Regions from separate parts of the Sus scrofa genome. Here all the other regions are linked to region 2. A link is a contact called in public HiChIP or PLAC-seq data. All regions are on one chromosome and are shown on one strand. Each heading gives the region's core, a stretch centred on a gene start, on an enhancer-like site or on the middle of the called end of the contact. The rest is flanking DNA. Distances are from core to core; before and after follow the strand shown. Region 1 holds the start of KANSL1L (KAT8 regulatory NSL complex subunit 1-like protein). Region 2 holds the start of ACADL (acyl-CoA dehydrogenase, long chain). Region 3 holds the start of MYL1 (myosin light chain 1).

Region 1 (3,155 bases), core at 571-3,070, 67 kb after region 2:
AAGAGAACTTTTTATTTTTATCCTTCAACCTTCTGTCTTCCCAGGTCTGCCTCATTTAAGCAATACACCACTAACCACTCAGTTGTTCAAGCCAGAAACCTAGGAGTCATACTTGATTGCTTTATCTTAAGCCTCATAAGATCTTAGCTGTCAAAAGTTTCATCAACTCTAGCTTGAAACATTTCCTAGATTCATCCATTTTCATCTCTGCTACTGCCTTTGTAGTCCAAGTCACCCACTATCTTTCATTTAAATTACTTCAGTAGCTTCCTAGTCGGTCTCCCCACCTCTGCTCTTGGAAGCTGTTTCCATTCTTTCTCTAATTTCTTTTCTGTATAGAACAACCAATATAATTAAAAAAAAAAAAAAGTCAGGTCATATTACACCCCATCCTCATTCAGATGTTTAGTGGCATTATTTTGACTTATATAAGATGTCCATGGTTTGGACCCTGTTTGCCTTTCTGATCTTATTTCCTGTTACTCTCTCTGGTTCGTTTTGTTTGTAGTTTTTGTCCCACAAACACACCAAATTTATTTCCTGCATTAAAGCTTTGTATTAGTTGTTATTTTTCCTTGGAAAGCTCTTACCCCCAATCTTGGATGTGTTTTTGTATAAGGTCTGAGTTATGGGCTAAGGCTCAGGTTTTTGTGTATGAATGCCTTATTGTTCCAGAACCATTTGTTTGAAAAACAAAAAACAAAAACAAAAAACCTAAGGCTTTCTGCATTGAGTTGCCCTTATATCTTTGTCAGAAATCAAGTAACCATGTAGGCATAGGTCTATTTCAGAGCTCTTGCCTTTTTTTTTTTAACCAGTGACCCCACCCCCACTCCCACATGGAAGTTCCTAGGCCAGGGATCAGGTATGGAAATGGATCATATCCGCAATCTGAGCCACTCAGAGACAACCTCAGGTCTTTAACCCAGTGTACCACATTAGGAATTCCAGAGCTCTTTTTTTCCCATCAATCTATGAGTGCATCATTTTGCTAATCCACACTTATTTTGACTACTGTAAATATAGGTAATATGAATCCTTCAGCTTTTTCTTTTTCTTCTTTTAGCTATTTTAATTTCTTTCTTTTTTCATACAAATTTTTGAATCAGCTTGTTGATATTAGCAAAAATCCTGTGAAGATTTTGATTGGGATTGTGTTGAATCTGTAGATCAGTTTAAGGAGAATTAATGTTGTAACAGTATTGAATAACCAATGAAGATAATGTGTCACTCCATTTATTTAGATCTTCCTTGATTTTTTTCCCCATTGTCCCCCCCCCCCAACTGTGTAGATCCTACACTAATACAATCATTATGTTAAGCTATTGGAATTAATACTGTATTAAAAATATCTTTTCCTAGTTTTTTCTTTTCCAGTATCTAGAAATGTAAGTGATTTTTGTATCTTGACCTTATATCTGCTACCTTAGTAAACTCATTAGATCTAGGAGGTTTTTAATAGATCCCTTGGGATAGTCTGTGTATGAAATCATACATCTTTGAATAGACACAGTTTTCTTTTTACTTTCCAGATTTGCTTTTTGTTTTCCCCCTACTATCTCACTGGCTAGGACCTGCAGTGTGATAGTAAATAGGAGTGGTGAGAATAGACACCTTGCCTCAGTCCAAATCTTAAGTAAAAGCATTCAGTCTTTCATCATTAACTATGAAGTGCTCTGGGAATTTGTGTAGATACTCTTTATCAGGTTAAGAAATTTCCCTCCTTTTCCTAATTTGATGCTTCCCCCGCCCAATTATGAACAGATATTGCATTTTGTCAGATGCTCTGTGTGTGTGTGTCTTTTTTTTTTTTTTTTTTTTTTTTTTTTTTTTTTTTTTAAGGGCTGTACCCGGGGCATATGGAAGTTCGCAGGCTAAGGGTTGAATTGGAGCTGTAGCTTCTGGCCTACACCGCAACCATAGCAACGTGGGACCCAAGCCACATCTGCAACCTACACCACAGCTCACAGTAATGCCAGATCCTTAACCCACTGAGTGAGGTCTGGAATTGAACCCTCATCCTCATGGATACTAGTTGGGTTTGTAACCCCTGAGCTACAGTGGAACTCCTGTCAGATGCTTTTTATTCAATTTTTTTTCCTTTAGTCTTTTGAATGGTGAATTTCAATGATGGATTTTTTTTTTTTTTTTTTTCCTTTGTAGGGCCATAACCGAGGCATATGGAAGTTCCCAGGCCAGGGGTCGAATCGGAGCTACAGCTGCTGGCCTACACCACAGCAACTCAGGATTTGAGCCATGTCTGCGACCTACTCCACAGCTCACGGGAATGCCGGATCCCCAACCCACTGAGCAAGGCCAGGGATTGAACCCTCATCCTTGCATTCATGGAATAAGCCACTATTGGTTGTGACATACTCTTTTAATATATTGCTATGTTTGTAACATTTATTTTAATAGAAATAACTGAAATAGGTTTTGTTACTACTTATTACTACTTAAATCCTGGAATACCTTTAAAAATCGTGACTCACTTGTTTGTTTTAATTCAGTCAACAATTATTTGACAATTATGTGCCAGATATTGTCTTAAGTGCTGGGGATTGGAACACTGAACAAAACTGAGTTCTGCCCTTTAACTGTACCCCTTTCTATAATGTAATGAAATGTCAGGTAGTGATTAGTGTTCTGAGGAAGAATAAAGCAGTGTAGGGGAATAGAGAACCATGAATTGAGAGGCTAAAGCTGTTTTAAATAATTAGTCAATGCAGGATTCTCTGAGAAGATGACTCTAGAGCAGAAACATGAATGACGTGAGAGAGCCAGCCATCTTACTTGTGGAAAATTGTTCCAGGCTGAGAGAATTGCAAACACAAATTCCCTGAAACAAGGACTTGTTTGGTGTGTTTCAGAATAGCACAGAGGCTAGTGTTTCTGGACTGTAGTAATCCATGGAGAACGTGTAGGAGGCGAAGTAGTCAGGGACGTGATAGTGTAGAACTCTGTAGGTTATTGTAAGGACAACTTTGGATTTTATTCTGAATGTAATGGCGACCACTGATTTTTCACCAAATATTTACTGAGTATTTGGTATATATCAGATACTTTTGCATGTTGACTTTATTAAAAAAATAATAAAATATCCAAACATTTGTAGATCTTAGAAATGTTGGCTATAAGTGTAGTTGTTTATGTAT
Region 2 (3,143 bases), core at 530-3,029:
ACATTCCCTCACTGTTTGAATCTGCCCTTTGGAACTCAGGGAAGGTCAAAGAGGTTGAATTAAGCCTATTTCCTACAAATAAGAAACAGGGGATATGACAAGGAGAACTTTATCATTCAAAGAGGTATGACAAGAATCCAAACCAATTATTCAGTATTTTCATATTTGAAAAAAAGCTTATCTATCATTAGTGGGTGTATGAAAAGCAGCACAGTAAATCATTAAGCACATAGATAATGTCTTCCTGTCTCTTTAAGTATGAGGAAATTATAATGAGACCCATCTCTGTATAAACCACTGATCACGTCCTCTAGAATTAGAGTGGTGGGTTTTCTTATGTTATTCTACTTTCCAAGGATATTGGCAATAATTCTTTTTTCTCTGTCTTTTTTTTTTGAAGTTGTTTTTATATTATAGCTGATTTACAATGTTCTGTCAATTTCTGCTGTACAGCAAAGTGGCCCAGTCATACATATATTATACATTCTTTTTCTCACATTATCCAGGATCTCATTGCTTATTCACTCCAAATGCAATAGTTTGCATCTACTAACCTTTTGATAGTAATTCTTAAAGTCTTCAAGTAAAGAAACCTTGCCTCTGTTATCTACACTTGTGCTATCCTTGTGCTCCTTGGAGATTAGAAACATAGTCACCCACACAATTTGATCTGAGGCAAAGCAAAGGCCTGCTTGCCCCAACTAGTTCCTCCAGATAGTTCTGCATCAGCACCAGGACATTCATTCATAGTGACAGCTAAATGAATTTACCTGATCTTTTCAGATCTTCATTTGAAATACCATTATTAGAGTCCTTGAATTAGGGGAAAAAATTAATTTTCTGTTAATTGATTATAAATGTCATTTTTAAAACACCATAACCTGAAAAGGATTGTGAGTACGTGGGTGGAGGAGAATAAAAACAGCTAACACAGCCCCTGCCATGGCTCCCTGTCATGGCTCAGTGGTTAACGAACCCCACTAGTATCCATGAGGACACCTGGCCTTGCTCAGCGGGTTAAGGACCCGGCATTGCCGTGAGCTGTGGTGTAGGTCACAAATGCAGCTTGGATCCAACATTGCTGTGTTGTAGGCCCGCAGCTACCGCTCCAATTCGACCCCTAGCCTGGGATCCTCCATACGCCAGGAGTGCAGCCCTAAAAAGAAAAAAAACAAAGAAACAGCTAACACGTGTTACATGAGGAGGCTTCTGCATCGACATCCCAACCTGGTCTGGGAGCTGAGATCCCCACATCAGCCACTGCAAAGAAATAAAATAGTTAAGAAAGAAAAGAAAACACTGCTTGCATAGTCTTATATGTTAAGTAAGCTAATTTCCAATGTTAAAAACAAACAAACACACAAACTTTATGTAACTATGACTTTGTGGGTCCATTTTTGAGCCTCCATGGCTTACAGAGTTTCTCAAAGCTGTTCAGGAAGCCAAAGAAAACAACTGCTTAGATAAAACAGAACACTGCAGGGAACTTAACAGTTTTACTTTTAGAATCTTTTCATTGGTAAGTTTCTGCAGAGGGGCGTGTCACAAAAAACCGTCCGCAGTCTCGCGCAGGGTAGCTGAGGATCGCTGCCCAAGGCGTTCTGGTCTAGAAGGGTACGCCGGCCTCGTTTACTTGGGCGGCTGTGCGAGGTTTTTTGGGGTGTGACTGCAAGGAGGAAGGCCCCAGGGACATCCCGCTGTCCCAGCGCCTCGCCCCGCACACAGGGAGTCACCGAGGAGACGCGCCATCGCCCAAGTTGCCTTTCGCTGTCGCAGCCATGGCCACACGACTCCTCCGTGGATCTCTGCGCTTGTGGGGCGGCCTCTGTGCTCCGCGCCTACCGACGGCCTCGAGGTTAGTGCCCGCCCTGCTCTATCTGTGCAGCAGGGAGGCTGCAGGGCCGCGCGGCGACACGCACACTCCATTCCTGGGGCTCGAAACCAGTCGCCCAGAGCTTGAACTGAGCCTTGGGGCGTAGGAGGGTAGGAGAAGCAGCTGGGCTTTGCCGGGAGGCTTCCGGAACAGTGATCATACCCCCTGCGGCGAGAGCGGAGCTCTGCCACTGCAGCCTCACCGCCTGGGGAGTCGAAAGGGTGTGGGGGCGGGGGGATTGCCAACCCTTTCTGGCCTGGGTTCAGCCTGTTTGGTTTCATGGTCTACGGAGGACACCGGGAGTCTGTATTTTGAAGAGTTTCTGAGAGGCGATGTTGGGGAGTCACCTCTTGGGCACCACGACCTTTGGTCCAGTTGGAACTGTGGCAGAAGGCACCGCCCCATAGTGAACTTGGGAGTGGGACTCCCGCAGCCTCCACCCTTTGCAGGGACGCCTGGAGAAGACACTCCTGGACAGCAGCAAAGACCTGATAACGGCTCCATCACATAAGGGAATTAACTGGAGATCTGACAGATCTTTTAATTAATTAAATGCGGAGGAAGTAATAGGGTTCCTAAGTGGGTCGGTGATATTATGGTAATATTTATAAGATCAAAAGCGTCCCCTACCGTATAACACCTAAAATCCTGTCATTAGATAAACAAATTGGAAGCACTGGGGATTCTCTAATGAGAGTGACAGGAAGGTTCGATTAGTTCATTGCAGCACTCTAAGATGCTTTGGAAACAAAATTCCTCCTGTTGTGGAGGAAGGCTGGGAAGGCATCACTGAGGAGTGAGGACGTTGGGACACACATACTTTTCTAAGCTCAGTCCCAGAACTTCATAAGACGGTGAAGGTGAGACTTTTGGGTATCAGGAATATTTTGTGCTCTTAAAATTAGAGGTCCTCAAAGATCTTTTATTTATGTGGGTTTTATCTGTGGATGATATCAGTATTATACATACCTACAACACTTGGAAATACATTTAGTTCATGTAAAGTAACTCATTATATGTTAAATAACATTTTTATGGAAAAATAACTTTTCCCCAAAAAGTAAGAAAAGTGACATTGTTTTACACTTTTGTAGATCCCTTAATGTCTGGCTTAATAGGCAACAGCCCGATTCTAAGATTTGCTTCTGCATTGTCTGTTGTGACAAGTAGTTTAAATATAGGAAGAATATTGGCAAAAGGACCTGAGGGACCCTCTGAATGGGTCAAGGAGTACAGTTTTATTTTAACAGACTTCTTAAACTTTAATGTA
Region 3 (3,551 bases), core at 74-2,573, 82 kb before region 2:
TGAAATTTTTTTTGTTACTTGTAAACTTTGGATGAAAAATTATACTCATTTAAATGTTGATTTTTTTTCCAAATGGCTTGAGGGAAAGCTTCAAAATACAAAACTGTCTATCAGAAGGAGACTACACTTTTTGTGACCATTCCCTTAAAAGCAGTTGCTGAAACAGTGCATAAATTTGAATTTGTCTCCAACATTCTTTATGCTTTGAACTCCTTTAAACATGTAGAAAACTGATAAACAAGTCTGAACTTTAGTGGACATCTTAAACTGATCTTTTCCCAGTGCCATTCTAAGAAGGGAATTGCCCTCTATTATCAGGTAAGCTGCCATGAAAATTTACTACCAGCCAATCCCTCAGATACCTTTAAAATTCTAAAGTACAACTTTGCATTTCACATCCTCTGCTTTGGATTCTTTTAGTTCTCAGTCTGGAGATGAAGCCATAAAAATGTTTGACATGGCAGAGAGGAAATCAGGTCATTCTAGTAAGAACATAAGCAACATTTTTAAATTTTAAAAGAATATATGTATAGAATGAAAGTAAAAGAACACAAAAATGATCTATCAGCTCTCCTTCCTAGAACTTCATAAATTCAAAAAATATGACTAGTTAGCCACCATAAAGATAATGGAAGGAAAGCAAATACTCACCCCTAACATAAAAAACAAACTAAAGGAGATTGGTGAAAATGGAGATTAAAACCATTCCTAGCTTAAACTCTATACTCCTGAGAATACAACTTGCAAAATAATGGTCCTTAATTGGAGATTTCACAAACTGACCAGATTTTCACTGGAGTGGACCCTAAGAAACATACAGAATATGCATGGCCCTTTTAAGTCCTCTGAACTTTACCACAAGGGACAGAGCTTCAGAAGGCATTCCTTCTGTAAATGTTGCCATTTGAAATCCTAAACCAGTCCTACACAAAAAGTCTCATTACTACCAAAATTGCTAACTTGAAGTTTGCCAAGTCCATAATTAACCAAGAGAAGAGGTCAGCTCAAGTCTTTAGAGAAATTCTAAGCTCCTTTGCCACTGAACACATAAGGAGCTTCTTAAAGGAAGACAGTCCAAGAGAACTTCTCAGGGATAAAGACCATAAAAGTACTGATAGGCATTGGTCTCACTATGGCTGTCCACTCCTAGGTTCTGATTTCCTAAAAATAGACCTCAGGGTACAGATCCCTCTTTCCCTTTGCCCTAAGAAAGCTAAAGAACTCTCCAAGGGGTGTGGCTACCTCTCTCTGAAATCTGATGCTAGTTATGAAGTCAGAGCTTCTCCAGAAATAAAAGGGAGCCTCAGCAAGGGAGGCCCCCCACTCAGGGATTGGATCAGCCCTCAACTCACTCTTCAGCTTCGCCGCTGTTTGCAGCCCAGCAGTTTCATCATGGTGGGTCCTATGAGAAAAACTGTAACTTACAGAAAGATACAGATAGTGGGTAGGAATAAAACTGAGGAGAGAACATATTCAGTATGAATCTGTAGAATCTATTCTGGGGCTTTGCTGAGGTGGGTTAAGAATAGAAGAAATTAATTCAAGCTATTACTTCAACTAGAAAAATACATCTTATTCCCAAAAGCATATTTTATGCTTCACCAACTTTGCTATATCACATAAGGTTTATTATATCTAAATTTAGGGGAAAAAAAACCTTCAACTATAGCAAAATAGTATACCTTAGAAAACAATCCAATGGTGCCAATAACTAAAATTAAGTAAACTACTTCCAATGCATTGGGTAAAAATGTACTGGTTAAAAAGAAGAAAGATTTAAAATGATCTTTTTAATGCAGTCTATATGAACTTCTTAGTAAGTATATCTTTATTAGATATATCTTAAATACACCATAGATTATTATATTTTTCCAGAAAGAATCTGATTTAGCATTTGTTAAATCATTGACTCGTGTATTAAGATGCAGAGAGATGTTCCCTAACTATCTTGTGCAGTAGCTTTTTATTTTTCCTAGACTCAAAAATGTCCTAAGGCAACTCTTATTCTATGACACCTACATGGCTTCCTAAACATCTTGAAGCAAAAAGCACTCTCTTCTGTCAATGCATTTGAAAGAGTACTAGTTGTTTCTTTCTTTCTTCCTCTCTCTCGCCACTGCAGTCCTTCAGTGCTGACCAGATTGCTGGTAAGTGAATCAAGCTTCTCTATTACAGATGTAGGCAGAGAACTGCTTAGTTTCTGAAATATCACTCATCTCCAAGGCATGTTACTGTGTGGCTCAACCTATTAGTATCCAAGCTATGCCTGAATTCTGAAAAGTAAGCATACTTTTTGAGCTTACTTTGAAGATTACTCAGGGAATGAGCTTGGATACATTTAAAAACCAGGACATTTTTGTTTGGTTAAAATATTCTTTGTGGTTAATTTCTTTCTAACAGATCGAGTTCTCTAAGGAACAGCAGGATGGTAAGTTTAAACGACATAGTTTTTAAATGTGCACACTTATAAAGATGGCATGTGAGAAAACCAACTCCTCTGAGATGAGATTAGCTCTTTCTAATTATCCCCACTGGTGTTGCCACTCTAAATATAAATGCTCTCAATCACTCTAAATATAAAGTCTCTCAATGTGAACTTTTTGCTTATAATCAGTAACGAAAAATTTAAGCAAGCAAAAGCTAAATACCACAAAAGAATTCCTTATACTCACTGATTTCTTAATAAAACCAATTTGATACAGTAAGTAATACTACCCGCTATATAACCCCCAAAATGATGTGGACTTAGGATGGTTAATTTGTCAACGAAATCCCTAAAGAGAGATTGGACATGTCTAAATTGTTCAGTGTAGAAAACAAAATTGATTACAAAACTGCTTAATTACCAAATCCACATATCAATGGGCACCACAGTAAGTTGAGAAAAATAGCGGATGAAGGGGATATAGAATAAAAGTGCATTCAGAGACAAAGAGAAGGGAAATAATTTATAAAAAAGAAAAAACTATTGAAGGAAGCTTAGACATCTCCTGGTCCAGTTTTAGAGATGCAGGACAGGCTCCCAGAAAAGTACTGAAACTGGCTTAAAGCTCCCAACAATTAATGTTAGGATCAAAATCTAGTATTAGTTTGAATTAATTAGAAATTTCTATCATACAAACAGTTTCTAACTAGAAGACTTCAAACTTTGGAGATTCAAGAGAATCTGAATAGTTTCCCTAAGACTTCCACTTTTTCTTCTTCAGGTCTTTGGTCCCAAGAGATCTTGTGCCCTATCAATCTTGCTTTTTCACTAGAAAGCTTAGGGCAGAATGTTTATGGAGTGCAAGTGTCACATATTTAAATAAACTGAGACAAAAATACATCTAAGAAGGGAGAAGAGAAAATTTTAATTATATAATATTGTGTAAGTTTTAATATTGGTCATAATAAGTATGTATATATTATATGTTATAATATATAATATGTAAATAATTGTAATAATACTCATAAATGTATGATTATAGTTATACCTCATTTCTCTACCTAAAGGATTCAACATTTTCAGTCTTTTTCAGCGTCCAAAATATCTCATGTTTGGATATTAGTTA

What was found. HiChIP or PLAC-seq counts read pairs in DNA pulled down with a chosen protein or histone mark.
Region 1: an H3K27ac HiChIP or PLAC-seq map of alveolar macrophages shows a contact between it and region 2. The contact joins the promoter of KANSL1L here to the promoter of ACADL in region 2. A contact is called at or near these places in 2 of 47 Hi-C or Micro-C datasets (liver and skeletal muscle) and 2 of 2 datasets of contacts at active chromatin or transcription factors (alveolar macrophages and skeletal muscle).
Region 3: a contact with region 2 is called in an H3K27ac HiChIP or PLAC-seq map of skeletal muscle. The contact joins the promoter of MYL1 here to the promoter of ACADL in region 2. A contact is called at or near these places in 1 of 5 promoter capture datasets (fetal liver), 6 of 47 Hi-C or Micro-C datasets (embryonic fibroblasts, epiblast stem cells, heart right ventricle and 2 more) and 1 of 2 datasets of contacts at active chromatin or transcription factors (skeletal muscle).

What each region holds. Positions count from the first base shown.
Region 1 is chr15:112,900,891-112,904,045 of Sscrofa11.1, reverse strand. It overlaps KANSL1L (KAT8 regulatory NSL complex subunit 1-like protein), which reads left to right and starts at 1,820. Exons shown (of 16, transcript XM_005672154.3): 1 at 1,820-3,155.
Region 2 is chr15:112,968,017-112,971,159 of Sscrofa11.1, reverse strand. ACADL (acyl-CoA dehydrogenase, long chain) reads left to right here and starts at 1,779. Exons shown (of 11, transcript NM_213897.1): 1 at 1,779-1,855. The coding sequence starts at 1,779.
Region 3 is chr15:113,049,087-113,052,637 of Sscrofa11.1, reverse strand. MYL1 (myosin light chain 1) reads left to right here and starts at 1,323. Exons shown (of 7, transcript NM_214374.2): 1 at 1,323-1,395; 2 at 2,123-2,147. The coding sequence starts at 1,393. All of the region lies in intron 1 of LOC102160916 (a long non-coding RNA gene), which reads right to left.